Regions from separate parts of the Mus musculus genome. Here regions 1 and 3 are each linked to region 2. A link is a contact called in public promoter capture Hi-C data. All regions are on one chromosome and are shown on one strand. The core of a region is the stretch at or near the end of the contact, and the rest is flanking DNA. Distances in the headings are between cores, read along the strand shown.

The links. Capture Hi-C pulls out chosen DNA fragments and counts their contacts.
Region 1: a contact with region 2 is called in a promoter capture Hi-C map of adipose tissue. The contact joins two enhancer-like sites. A contact is called at or near these places in 1 of 15 datasets of contacts at CTCF or cohesin (embryonic stem cells), 11 of 484 Hi-C or Micro-C datasets (CD8 T cells, the G1E-ER4 cell line, Sertoli cells and 3 more), 4 of 115 datasets of contacts at active chromatin or transcription factors (all in embryonic stem cells) and 4 of 9 other capture datasets (adipose tissue, embryonic stem cells, liver and 1 more).
Region 3: a contact with region 2 is called in a promoter capture Hi-C map of adipose tissue. The contact joins two enhancer-like sites. A contact is called at or near these places in 1 of 115 datasets of contacts at active chromatin or transcription factors (embryonic stem cells) and 4 of 9 other capture datasets (adipose tissue, embryonic stem cells, liver and 1 more).

What each region holds. Positions count from the first base shown.
Region 1 is chr9:104,041,690-104,046,458 of GRCm38.p6, reverse strand. It overlaps Nphp3 (nephronophthisis 3 (adolescent)), which reads right to left. Exons shown (of 27, transcript NM_028721.3): 27 at 2,648-4,507. The coding sequence ends at 4,327. It also overlaps the pseudogene Gm18998. Among named protein-coding and RNA genes, the nearest start is that of Uba5, 19 kb to the left of the region's middle. Within about 2 kb of position 3,253, at least 6 of the 459 cell types and tissues checked have an H3K27ac peak or open chromatin away from gene starts, as enhancers often do. A contact at or near this core is called in adipose tissue, where this site is marked.
Region 2 is chr9:104,149,965-104,154,864 of GRCm38.p6, reverse strand. Dnajc13 (DnaJ heat shock protein family (Hsp40) member C13) reads left to right here. Exons shown (of 56, transcript NM_001163026.1): 56 at 2,442-3,268. The coding sequence ends at 2,548. Among named protein-coding and RNA genes, the nearest start is that of Ackr4, 26 kb to the right of the region's middle. Within about 2 kb of position 2,579, at least 6 of the 459 cell types and tissues checked have an H3K27ac peak or open chromatin away from gene starts, as enhancers often do. A contact at or near this core is called in adipose tissue, where this site is marked.
Region 3 is chr9:104,240,898-104,245,239 of GRCm38.p6, reverse strand. The region is part of intron 2 of Dnajc13 (DnaJ heat shock protein family (Hsp40) member C13); the gene reads left to right. Among named protein-coding and RNA genes, the nearest start is that of Dnajc13, 20 kb to the left of the region's middle. Within about 2 kb of position 1,494, at least 57 of the 459 cell types and tissues checked have an H3K27ac peak or open chromatin away from gene starts, as enhancers often do. A contact at or near this core is called in adipose tissue, where this site is marked.

The DNA.
Region 1 (4,769 bases), core at 2,004-4,503, 110 kb after region 2:
ATGGTGTTTCCTGGCAGGGTGTGGTCTTCGGGATTGAGTGGAATGACGTGTATGAGTGACGTCACTGTCAAACCAGCAAGACCGCATTGGTGCACCCTTCACATTCACTTCACTGGTGATCACACCCAGGGTTGTATATAATGGGGATGATGGATTCTTTTTCACACCAAGTATAGGCAGGCAAAAGGTGGCTTTTAGCCCAGGGTACGTGACATGGGCTTTTTAAAAACGTAGACCCATAGGCCTAATGAATCTTTCATACTTAGGTGGTTTTCTTGTAAAGCCATCACCAACAAAACAGACGTTAGTAACCGTTCTCTTCCATGCCCTCTTTTTCCTTTTTCCTGTTTGAATAACTTTCAATACTTCTGTTTCTCTTTGGGCACGAACTTTGGGAGAGGGACCTTCCATTTTCCCACCTTTCCTTTTTGTTTCTGCTTAATCCTGTTGGGAAGTACTTCTGCTCTGGACTGCCCCTCTCTGTCCAGCAGACAGGCGGGGACTGCTCCCTGTGGAGTCTTCCCATCATCCCTCTCTCTGCTTGGTGTTTCTCTTTTCATGCATCTTAATAGTTTTTTTTCACTTGTATTTTTTGGGCATGGCGCTGTTTTATGGTAAAGCTTTGCCTTCTTTGAATGCTCATGGGCCTCCCAACCTTTCTTTCTTTCTCTTTTTCTCATGGTAGTCCGAACGATATCCATATTGTTTGCGGTGCAATACAGTATATTCATTTTGTGGCATGATGACAGCCACTGAACAGCTGTCTGTGACCTCCCAGGTCCCAAAAAACTCTTTAATTTCTGGGTGTCACTGGTCCACGAGCCTGCCTCTATAGGTGATTTTTATATTTATAATGAAGTTGAATGCTTCTAGCTTTGAAACTTAACATTTATGTTGCCATGATAAATTTTTACAAATGTTTTAACAGAACTTAAGCATATTGGATTGGAGAATAACTTTAAATCACTAGACATGTTGTAAATTTTAAGATGAGGTACATTTTTTTCTAGAATAATTCTTTAGAATTAATGGTCCATGAATTTTCTAAGGTTTAATCAAGTCTTGAACTTTCAGGTTTTGTTAAGGCATAACACATAGGATCCATCATCCTTTAAAGATCTGCTTTCTGTACCAAATTCTAATGTATCTCTCTTTTTTCTTCTTCTTTTTTTCCCTCTTACCCAGTAGTTCACTACTGGGTTATCTCAAGCAAGCAAGCAAGCAAACAAACAAACAAAACCAAGTAGGCAGCAGGCACCTGTGAGCCAATAGAGTTCTCCCTGTAGCCTGCAGCCACAGAGCCCGAGGGCCAGCAGGCAGTGGATGAGAATTGTCAGAGAGCTTCTAGCCGTTCAGCTGAATTTCTACACACTGGGTCCTAACAAAGGCAAGGAGTCCCTCACCGTCTTAGCACTGACTCTAGAGTCTGAGTCTAGGCAGTAAAGCCCGTCACAGCTTTGGCTCCTTACTGCTAGCAGAAAGGTGATCTGTGGCTCCGCGCAGATCTTTGGGGTTTCTTCTCATCATCCTGGACACCCACAAATGTAGAACCAGAGGAAAAGGCAGCTACTTTATGTCAGAGAAGCCTTGACCTCCCCAGGTGACAATTCTGCTTTTCATGATTCCCCTTCTGTCAAGTACTGAAGACAACTTAGAGCAAAGTTTGGTTCCTGCCAGCTCTTTATTAGGGAGTGTCTGAAAATTACCATTTCACTGTGTGTGGGGGGTGTATGTTAGCATGAACACAATCTGAGAATCACATCTATGCTAACACCAATATATGTGAAGCAAGTATCTGTTAATGGGAGCGTATCCTACTGCTTGGGAATCACACATCCTCACACAAATGTCTGGTGCAGGTGCTCTTAGCATTCTCATGAGGCAAAGAACACAGTTAGTGCAATAAATGGTAAAATCATGATCTTATTATGTACTAAATTTGAATGTTTAATTTAGAAAAAAAGGAAATATGTAATTTAGTGACCACTTCTGTTATCATTTGTACCATAAAGTCAATGAGATATCACTGCAGTTTCTAAAATATTTTGTATAATTCTCAGATCTAAGTTTTAGAAGAACAAAGACTATGCTGATTTGAAGAGTCTTTTAGAGTACTGGTCACAGATTATTTAAAGTTTTTTTTTTAAAAAGGTGATTAATACTATACTTTTAGTGTATTACATTAGTCATGAAATAGATTTTAAGCTTTGATATATTAGTTGTAAAAATCAATGTCTAATATGCTTATGAATTCTGTTATTTGTACCTTTCAGAGGGGGCAAACTCCAAAGATAGGTTATGGTCATATTTTAGCTTTTTAGTTCCTCTGAGCCTCCCTCAGAAGGTGGAAGAAGAAAGCTCATTTTGTCATGTCCTGTCTAATTTAACTTACAAGTGTGTAGACTTTAGCGACGCTTCCTAAACTCAAAGCTTTGGCAGGACTGACCTGGCCACCTAGCTCTCAGGCTGCTTCTGAGCGGGCTCAGGGAGGGACCTCAAGGTTACGTCTAAATTGTAAGTAAGTGTTGGCTGGTGATGATACTGGCTTCTGCATCCACCAGGAGTTGGTGACACTGGGCACACCCTGAGGTCACCACAGTTCTTCAAGTTGAGCAAACTATTGACTAAACTTGGCCAAAATTCAAGTCTGCTGAAACATGTTCAAAGTTTATTCTTAAATAACTATGCAAAATAGCCCTCTAATACAGACTGCAAAATGAGAGAACTTGCAATTACACTTTTATTTTAAAACATACATTTTTTATGCCTGTCATCTTTACAATAATACATATTGAGATCTTATAAGATTTTAAATCATTGAAAATTTTACTATATACAAATAAAAACAAATATCTAAAATGTGGCAATATTTATCAAATCTATAAAAATATTTAATTTCCAGTATAAAAACACCAACTAAGCGAGGTAAGGCAAGACTGATTTTGACCATTTACGAAGGAAATGGATTTGTCATGGCTTTTTGTATGTGTGTGTGTGCTGAGGACTAAACCCAGGGTCCGAGGCATTCTACTGCTGTGCCTTCAGCTCTATTCTATTTTGTGACAAGGTCTCACTAAGGTGCCCAGGCTGGCCTTGAACTCACCCCATACTCTAAGCTGGTACTGACCTTGAAAACCTGTGCCTCAGCTCACGAGTAGTTGACTTTTTAGACCTGTCCCACAGTAAGCAAGATGAGAATGGTAAAGAGCCTGGCACCTGTGGTGGCACGCATGTCGTCACTGGCACCTGTGGTGGCACGCATGTTGTCACTGGCGACGCTGCAGCACTGTGAGAAGCTTCCTGGAGACAGCACAGAAAGCGGAGGCTGGCTAAACCAGCTTAGGGAAGAGGAAGGCCTAAAAGCCAAGCCAGCTGTGGAGGCATGCCTCTGTGGTCCCAACACTCCGGGGGAGTGGGGAGTGATCAAGAGTTCATGGTCACCCCGAGCTACAGAGATTCACAATGTGGTAAGAGGCTAGGGTGATAGCTCAGTTTGTGAAGCGTCTGCCATGTCAGCATAAGGACCCAAGTTCAACCCCCAGAGCCCACTTTAGAGAACTGGGGGTAGAGATGGAAGCTTGTGCTCCGGTCTTAGGAGAGAGAGGCAGGGGTGTGGGTCACTAGGATGTGGACTGCCAGGCAGACTAATTAAGGGCACCAGGTCACTGAGACCCTGTCTCAAAAACCAAAAACAAAAACAAGTCACGGTGGACAGCGCCTGAGGAATGATACCCAAGGCTGACCTCTGTCCTCCATGTGTACATGCACACGTGTGTGTGTGTGTGTGTGTGTGTGTGTGCGCGCGCGCGCACATCCTCACACACAAACCCAGAAAAAGGAAAACAAACAGAGTTCCTATCTAGCTCGTTTCACTGAAGACTGTTCCGACTCATTATCAACATCCCTTTATATTATTTATATTATCAACATCCCTTTAGCCCTTGAAAGTTCTTTGAGGTAGAGAACTGGCTCAGAGCCCTGCTAGGAACAGACAGTGAATGGCCAGAGCTAAGGCTGCTCTTGAGGGAGAGAAAAGAACTGTGGATTTCTTAAACCATGGGGTCCTGCCAGCTCTTGTTGCAGAGACCAAGCCACTCCTCATGCCACTGAGTGCTGATGTCGTCATCCTGGATTTTATCCCATAGGAAACAGGTTCTTTAATCAATTTAAACTTGACACGACAATTCAATGCAACTCAATACAACGTCATATAAATGCCAGCTAAATAACACTAAGATGGAAAAAAAAGATTTTCTTTAAAAACACTGAGAATATTCCAGATGTTTAGCTGTTTTATCTTGAAGTATCCTTGCAAAGAATTGACGGTTAGCTTTGCCCTTGGGGAAGAAAAACGTTAGGGGAATGAGTTGTTTTAAAGAGAAATGTGTCTCCACTTGATGACTGCCTTGAAGGAGCTTTTCCACCCAAAAGTGATGTCTCTGCTTCTTTTATCTCCATTGCCCTTTTGTACAGTTCAGCAGCCTTTTCAAAATTCCCTTCTTCATAGCTTTGAGAGGAAACAACATGAGAGATGCACTGCTATTAACAAGAAACTCTTGCTTCTAAGTAGCCATCAAGGTGCAGAAAAACAAGTTGCAACTCATTTGCCATTCCCACTGCACTCTTTTCTTTCTTTTTTTAAAAAAAATTTTATTAGATATTTTCTTCATTTACATTTCTTTTTTTCCAATATTTTATTAAGTAGTTACTTCATTTACATTTCAAATGCTATCCCAAAAGTCCCCCATACCCTCCCCCACCCCACCCCA
Region 2 (4,900 bases), core at 1,330-3,829:
GTCTCAAAATATAACAACAACAACAACAATAATAATACCACCACCACCATCCCCTCAGCCATGTCTGCCTCATTCCTCTAACGCCTCACATGTGGACAGTGTTCTTGTGAGCGAGCCCTAGAACTTTGGCTCTTTTCCCACATATCCCTGGAGGCTATAACTGCTGTGTCTGCTTCTGAGATACAAGCTGTTCTTCTCAACCCAAGGAAACCATTAGGAACCAGAGGCACAACACTGAGAGCATCTCAGACTTGCTGGGACTCAAGTTCACTTTCCCTGGGAACAAGGGATGGGAGTAGAACTAGACAGCTGGCTTCTTTGTCAGCTCATCATTTATACCTTTGATTATAGTCTAGGAGCTCCGAATTTGTTCTTCAGTTCAGAATGCCCTTCGTGTCTGCGTAGTTTTCCCTGTGTAAGATAGTTAAGTTTAGGAAACATGAGTAAGCTACTGTAAAGTTTTATTTGTATGACTATGGTGATCAACAAGTATCACTTTATTTATCAGTACCATAACCCTGTGAGTTTGCCCAAGACTCTGCAGTGACTTCAGCGTTGCCTACTTTAATATGTAGCATTCAGGGTTTGGTGCCATAACCTCCTATTTTTATAAGAATCATTGAGCCCGTGTCTTGGTTTCTTTTTTCTATCACCATGAAAAAAATACCCTGTCAAAAGCAACTTAAAGGAGAAAGGGTTTGGATTAGCTGTTGAAGGCATAGTTCATCATGGTGGAGAAGTCAAGGCAGCGGGGGCCTGAAGCAGCAGCTGGTCACATTATATACACACCCAGTGAACAGAAGGAGGTGAATGTGTGCATGCTAGTGCTCAGCTCCTTTCCTCAATGTCATATCATTCAGATTCCTGCTGAGGGAATGGTGCCACCCACAGTGGACAGGTCCTCCATCCCAATTAACATAATTGAGACAGTCCCCCACAAGCATGCTCAGAGGTTCCTCTGTGAGGGGACAGTTCTAACCATCACTGCCCACAGTCTGAATTGTTTAGGAACCACACCCCTCTGTAGTGTTTGTGGTTTTGCTCATCTGGACCTGTCTAAAGTTGAGAGCAGTGAAGTGCTTTGGCTCTGAGCTACACTGATGGACCAGTCTTTTTCCTGAGCAATCTGTGGGAGGCCTGGTTTGCTGATTAGCAGAAGGTAAGAGTTGATAGTGTAGGATCCCAAGACCTAAAGAAGGGAAAATCCTTTTAGTAAGTGTTAAAAGTACTTGACTCTAAGGACCCAGGCACTCTGGTTAGCTTCAGTCCCAGCTCATGCAGGCAGTCACTGTGGCCTCGCCAGCACTGGCACAGTGTGTGGCAGCCATTTCCCATCCGGAGTCAGTGCTCAGAAGCTGAGAGATGAGATGGAAGTGAATTATGACCTCTGTCCTCCATCAGTCCTGTTGCCTTCCCCGCATCAGATCGCTCTGCTGTGTGCACGTCCTCACGACTCCCTTGCTGCTTACATTTCTTTTCTCCCCCCAGGTGTCTCTCCTTCCCTTCTAACTGGCAGCAGCCCCCTTCACCTCAGGAGTGGGCTTTAGAACTGCTCTGCCAGGCAGCTTGCTAACTTCTGTGTAGCTCTCTGAAGCAGGTAGAGAAACCTTTTGCTCAATGCATGTTGCTCGCACCACCTTTCCTGTCCCGACCCTTAGTGTACACCTTTGCCATGTTTCCTCTGACTCAGCTAAGCACTGCCTCTGCAGCGCTAAACCAGTTTCTCTTGCAAGCGCTTGCTGCATTGTGTGGTGCTTCTGAGATGAAAGCAACTGTCTGTGGTGCCCAGAGTCAGCTCCAGAAGCCAGAGCCCAGGGGCTGCTGACAAGCTTGCTTCCGAGTGCCACCTTTTCACGCCATAGAGACTTTCAGTCACAACACGTGGAGACTACGACTAAAATGCTACTGTCTCCTCTGGAGCATGCTTTGACCTACGAGAAGAGTGTCCAGAGCCTTCCTCTTCAAAGAGACCTTATGTAGTGAGCGAGCTGTGTTCCCTGGGTGCCGCTTACTAAAGTGACCTCCTTTGTACCAAGTGAACACAGGCTACCTAGAATGTCCGTCTCGGAAGCTGCTAGTGTCGAGAATCCAGTTGTGCATCACTTTGAGATGGGCTGAGCGGGGTGGGGAGGGCGTCTTCCGTCTGTCTGTTCCCATGTTTTCTTTAAGTACCCTCGATTTTTTTTTTTTTTTTTGTAAAATTAAACTTTCCAGGTGTGAAAAGAGGGGAAATCCCCTATTTCTACACCAGTGTTACTGCATGAATTTTAAAATTATTCTAATTGTGTCAAATACTAAAAGCCATGAACATAGGTGCTGTATCGCTGCCTGTTGAGACAGTTACACATGTAGATCGTATTTAGAGCTTCCCAGTGGTCTGTACTGGGTGCTGGTCCCTGAGACTGATAGAAAAAATGCCTGCTTTCCTTTCTCTCTTGCAGGACCTGGAGTTGCTGGCTACCTTACAGCAGGTACATCCTCATCAGCCATGTCTAATCTGCCGCCTCCCGTAGACCATGAGGCAGGAGACCTTGGCTATCAGACTTGAAGCACTCAGACAGTAAATGCTGGAAGGCCAGTACTGCGCCCACATTCCTCCAACCAACATGTTGAAACAGACTCCGCTGCCTTTCTCCTGGTTTCATGACAGTGTTATTCCTTTTTCTATAAATAGACTTTTATTTAGGAGAAGAGTCCATGATTCTGACGTATCACGTTCTGAGAAAGCACTCTGTGGGTCAGCCACCTGGGTACACAAGAATTTCTTCTTCTTGATGTATGTAAGCACATTTTGTTCCTTTATATCTGTTTACAAGACTGTGAATCAAAAAGACAAACTTTCTTCCTAGTTTTTATAACTTTTTTTTGAATTACTGTGACTGTGGGATTAAGCTGCAGTCTACAAACATTGGGCTAAATCTTATCCCAGAGCAGGGCGCCTCTCTCTCCTGCACCAGGTCTCCATGACCGTCTTCCTCTCATCGTCCCTCCACCCGTGACCAGATCCTCAATCATTAACTCTGAGAGCTCGGTGCACATCGGTGTGTATGACAGGCGTCACCAAACTGAACGACAAGGAGCTTGTGCAAAAAAATTAAAACTAAAAATGGATGTGAAGATGTTATGTAAGAGATTAGTGTAATTGTGAAATGTTCTATACATTATCAAATATATAAAGCTTTCTATATTGAATGTACATTATACAGATCATTCATATGTGTACATAAAATTTTAAAAATAAAGGGAATTGACTGCTTTGTTAATGAGATATGTATGTTCTGTAATTTTAGCCTTTGGAAACTTCTTCCATGTTCACTTTTGGGGGAGATGGAACAGAAGCAGACAAACACCCCTCACCCTCACACGCACAGCTGTGCCCACCTCCGTTCACTCACTGGAAACAGCAGCTTAGTTACTTCTTAAATCGTGTTTAGGTGTGAGCTAAGGAATGCTGCCAGAGTCTCACGGTCTAATGTTTCAGGCGGGAGGTAAGGAACCAGCAAATATATCTAATAACAGATCCTAATGCATAGGTCTTCCAGTTAGACTGCAGACTACAGAAAATAAACATGGAAAGTCACGCAAACACTTGTCCATATCCTTTTTTGTTTTGGTTTGGTTTGAGACAAGGTCACCTCATTGTGACACAGGCTCTCCTCGAGCTTGAAATCCCATGTGTGCTCGCTGAGAGAGCTTGAGTTTCCGTCTGAGGGTAGAAACTGTCCAAAGTTGGAAGGGGCCGCAGGCTGGCCATTGGCATTCAGGTCTGATAGTGGTTTGAGAAAGATCTGAGCAGGCATTGCATACCCTATTGACAATCAAACGCTCAAGGCCATTTGCACACCCTGACTGGGGCTCTAGCTCCATGGTAGAATGCTGACTTAAGATGTGTGAGGCCCTCAGTTCACTTTCCAGCACTGCAAAAAATTAATATGGAGCAATATCTAACAGGCCATTTGAAAAACCACATGGAAACTACTATAAAGCTTCATGTATATGTGTGTACATACATATATACATACATGCATAATACATGCATACACACATACATACATACACACACACGAAAACAACTAATAATAAGGGAGATAAAGCCACACCTAGATATTTATGTCACCAAGTAAAACCTCCAGTGCCAGGAATGGGTTCTATCTTGTTGAGTTGTTGGTCAAAGGAGCCCCACAAAAACCCCCAAACATCACAGGCTATTTATTGGTTGTTCTCCACAATGTGATGGTAAAGTCCAATAGCAGAAGACATTTACTTATGTGATAGAACATGGAGACGTTGGGCTGGTGGCACACACTGACTAGTGTTCATGGGGCCTGAAGGTGCTCTGCACACTACTAGAGGAGCAGGGAAACCATCAGTATTACCCAGATACAAACCCCAGGACCGACAACAGAGACCTGCCTACCAGATACACTGGAGCAATAGTGTTGCAGAACAAGTGTTATGGAAGTGACCAACCTATTTGGATTGTGTTTAAACCCAGTCCATGGTCAAGAACCTGACACTAGAGAGGTCACAGCCCCTTGGTGGGTGGGGTCGGAGCCTAAAGGAGCACAGCAATGAGATGGCTCTGAATGTCGCACCCCAATACCCATAAATCAGCGCCTCACTCAGGCCTCCTCAGAGAAGCTCCTTGTAGTAGACGGGAATTAACACAGCTGGCCCGGATGCAGAGAGAGACTTTAGAGAACTTTGTCCTGAATGGATCTCTTTATCAAACCCTACCCATCAAGTCTCAGGGATATTTATGGAAGAGAGGCAGAAGATTCTAAGAGCTAGAGGGGATGGATGACCCCAAGAAAATGGTGTCTTCTAGACAAACAGGACTGACGCCCGTGTGAATTTACAGAGATTGTGGTGGCACACACAAGGCCTATGCAGGGTCAAG
Region 3 (4,342 bases), core at 245-2,744, 91 kb before region 2:
CATTGAATGTTTGACACCCTTGCCAAAATGTGAATTCTCAATTTGATTCCATTGATCTGGATACCCATCTGTGATAAAGTCCCTAATGTGTTGGTTTGATTTAATGTAGTTTTCTACCCTTTGAGACAGGGAGGTATGAGGCTGCAACCTCAGAGTAATGTTGACTATTCTGCATTTCTTGTACTGCTGTATCACTTTTTCAGAGAATTGTTAATCTCACTGCAAGTGGCTGGGGTTTTAGTGGCGTTGACTCGGCAGAGCTAATGTTTCCCACCCATAAACAGAAGACCTTCCACTTACTTGGCGGTTCCTTTCAACAGGGTTTTCTTTTCAATCCCCTTTTCTCAGTGGTTTCAGTTTGCTGTGTGCATCGTGCAGCACTAAAATCCATTGTTCTTATTTATTTTCTGACCAATTTGAATCTGAGTTTAAAATATTCTTCAACAGTCTTAACATAAAAAAATTAAAACACGAATCAAAATTTTATTATTTATTTATTATTTTTGTGGGGGGGGGGTTCAAGACAGGGTTTCTTTGTGTAGCCCTGGCTGTCCTGGAACTCACTCGGTAGACCAGGCTGTCCTGGAACTCAGAAATCCGCCTGCCTCTGCCTCCCAAGTGCTGGGATTAAAGGCGTGTGCCACCACTACCCAGCCATGAATCAAAATTTTATTTTTAATTCCTAGTTGAACCTTCTCTCTAAAAATGTATTTATACAATACATTCTCCATGTGATATTTTTTCTTTTCTTTGTTTTTTTTTTTTTTTTTAAGAATTGGGGCCTGTTTTAAGAGATTCTAGACACATACACATTGCTATTCCATCTGGGGAAATTTACTGATTGTGGCAATCAAATGAATACGTACCTCTGCTTTCTCTTCACGGGCCTCACTTAGAGATAACCTTCCAGGTTGTGCCTCAGAGATGTCACGTGACCCATTTCTGTATCTTTGTGCGGTCCCACCGGGCCTCACTTGCAGGTGCTTCCTGCTTTTATGAGTAAAGGGTTGTTGTGAGTCTAGTCCACGGGCTGGCAAAGCAGCTTTCTTCTCTACTTGTTTCTCCCACTCGGGAAGTCCATACATAATTTAATTACATGTTTCTTCTGGGAACAAGAAAGGGAGACTACAGAGAGTAAAAGCACTTTTCTTCCATGAAAAAAATGTCCTCTTTGGGTTAAGCAAGCCACTTAAGGCCGGAAGGAAGGAACAGATGTTCAGCTAAAGTGGAAGTGCAGATCCACTGTGGGAACTTCAGAGTCACATGTTGGTTTTTCTAGATGGAATCTACGAGGATGGACTTCTCCTGGATCACTCCAGTATTTGTTGGCAGAGCAGATGCTATAAATTTGAATGGGACTTTAGTATCCAAACAGGATTTTAAGCACAGTACTAGTAGAAAATTGACATTTGGCCTGTGAAATTCAGTGACAGATGCTCATATTAGAGACAGTCATGGTGACTGACCCCAGAGCAGGATGGGGGTGAGGGGAGGGGAGGAGAGGAGGACAGTGAAGCCGGTAACTTGTTATGCTTATGTTCAGGAGCAAGCTGGACAAGAGAAGAGATGCCTTTTTCTTTTCTTCACAACGTAAAAAGAAATTCTCAAATCCAAATAAAACGACCACAAAACCCCAGGTTGCTAAAGCCTCCCTGAGGGAAAAGAAAGCAAGAGGTCTTATGTAGCTTACTCCACATTGAACAAAGCTGTAGAGATTGAAGTAGCATGGCCCTGGGTAAAGCAGAGCTTTGGAGCCGAGTAGAGGCTAGTGTAGACCTAGCATCCATGGCGGTGGTGAGTTGAGGAGGGATGGCCTTTACAGTGCTAGTGCTGGGAAAGTTGGATGTACACAAAGACACAGATGATGATACTACACCCTCACCTCTCACCAGTTCGAAAAACCAATCCCAATACAGGGCCTAAACCAAAATGTTGAGAAGAAAACACAGAAATATTTTAAGGTATTGAAATGGCTAAGATTTGGGGGGGGGGGGCAGGATAGAGTAACAAGACTCTCAAGCACAGGAAAAGAAAGCAAAATAAACACATGCCATCAAACTGGAAGCCTGCTACTGAACCAGAGCAAGTGGGGACGCGCTCCAGAGTGAGAGAATGTCACCTGCAAATTATTCAGTTGACCAGGGGCTAATAGTCAGAACCTGGAAGGAACTCCAGGAGCCAAACAGACAAAAAGCTGGGGACAAAAGCACTACATAGTCATTTTAAAAACATGCAGATGACCACACGTGTGAAAAAATGCTCAGGGTCTTTAATCATCAGGGAAATGTAGTGAAACTGCAAGGTGTCACTTCACCTTATTAAGAATGGCATCACCAGGAAGACTAAAGGCAGGTCCTGGGGACGACAGATAGGAAGTGGCCTTTAGACTGTTGGTTGGAATGTAACGTAGGATACTTAAGAGAGGTCTTTAAAAACGCCAAAGCAAAACTATTATAGGATACAGATAAACTACTATTGGGTATATAAACAAAAGAGACAATTTAAAAATAAATAAATAAACATCTTCACTCTCATGCTTAATTTTACAACTATTCACACAAGCCCAGGAATGGTACATTGTAAGTACCCTGACAGATGTACAAAGTGTGGTGGTGCGTACACACAGTGGGATATCATTCAGGTGTAAAAAGAATGAAATTGTCATTTGTGACATGAATAGAACTAAGATCACAGTAAGCCAGGCATAGAAGAAAGGTGGGTACTATGTGGAGCTCAGACAGGTAGAGTCTTAAAACGTTTGTCTTGTGAAAGTTGAAAACATACTGGTACTTTACCACAGGTTTACGAGGGGGGAAGAATGAGAAACCGCCCGTCGGTGGACACTTAGGGAAAAGACATCAGTGTAGAGCACTTGTGTAGCACACATGAGGCGTGGCTTGCTCTCCCTGCCTCAGGAGTTGTAGTGCACAGCTCACAATAACAGTATTTCAAAACAACCAGGAGGATTCTCAGTGGAAAGCTATGACAGATGTTCAGGAGATGGATGTGTAGACTCTGGCTTGAGCTTTACATAATACACACATATATTGAAATATTACACAACACAAAAAATATAGACGTAAGCACTAACATCAGTTAAGATTGATGCAGAGGTTGGAAAGGGCTTGGTAAGGTAGGAAGGTGAGAAGAACACACAGAAGTAAACATTCTTAGCAGGTCCTCAGATAAAGCACACGGCAGCTGACTCTTGGGACACTTTTAGACCTGTAATTGCTGTTCTCTTCACTCACAAATGAAATCAATTTTGCAGTCTTGGTTTGTTCATGTATGTGTGCGTGCATGCATGTGCGCGCGCTTGCACGGGCATGTGCGTGTTGCCTTCTGGATTGCAGAAAGTCTGATTTTTCATACTCAAAGAAGATTCTAGAAAATAACTTTTGAATTATTTCTGTTGAACATATGATTTCATTTTATATTTCAGGTCAAATATCAGTTATAGAACCACGTGTTTCTTTTAGTTCCCATTAATTGACTAATTCTTTGCTGTTTTATGTCTAGCTGTGGAGAGAAGTCTTTGCCTACTTCACTAGTCACTGACTTCACCTTAGGGAGAAATATGTTGTTTGAAGAAAGAAGTTTTCATTCTTTAGTTTCTTGTTCTACTTTAGACTTAAACATTTTGGGGAAAAATACAGTATGAATTTTATCCATGATAAAAAATTCACATCCTATCTTTTTTTGTTTTTGTTTTGTTTTTGTTTTGTTTTGTTTTGTTTTGTTTGTTTTTTTCGAGACAGGGTTTCTCTGTGTAGCCCTGGCTGTTCTGGAACTCACTCTGTAGACCAGGCTGGCCTCGAACTCAGAAATCTGCCTGCCTCTGCCTCCCGAGTGCTGGGGCGTGTGCCACCACACCCGGCTCATTTTCTTTTTGCCCATATGGAAATAACTTTGACATTATTATTATATGGTATACTGATTAGAAAAAATGGACAATGAAGAAATTATGTTGTTTGTTTTTAATGCCCATGAAGTCCAGTTTGTGTTGTTTATATATTCTTGGATATGTGCCCTTCATTGACACTATGGTTGGTTACCAAGGGCTGTGCTCGTGAAGAAAGCTGACTCCTTTTCTCAGCAGCTATTAATTAGCAGTGGTTTCTTTGGATGGGGGTGGGGGCATCTCTGCCCCCATTGATGCCCATCTCTGCTCTCCATATTGGGATTTGGTATGGCTTGAGCTTACACAGGTCTTGTATATGTCACAATTTCTGTGAGTTGATATGTGAAGCTGACCTGTTGAATCTGGAAGACACCATTTCCTTAGAGCCATTCCCCACCTTTGGCTCTTTCTTTCCACCCCTATCCCACAATGACCGCAGGC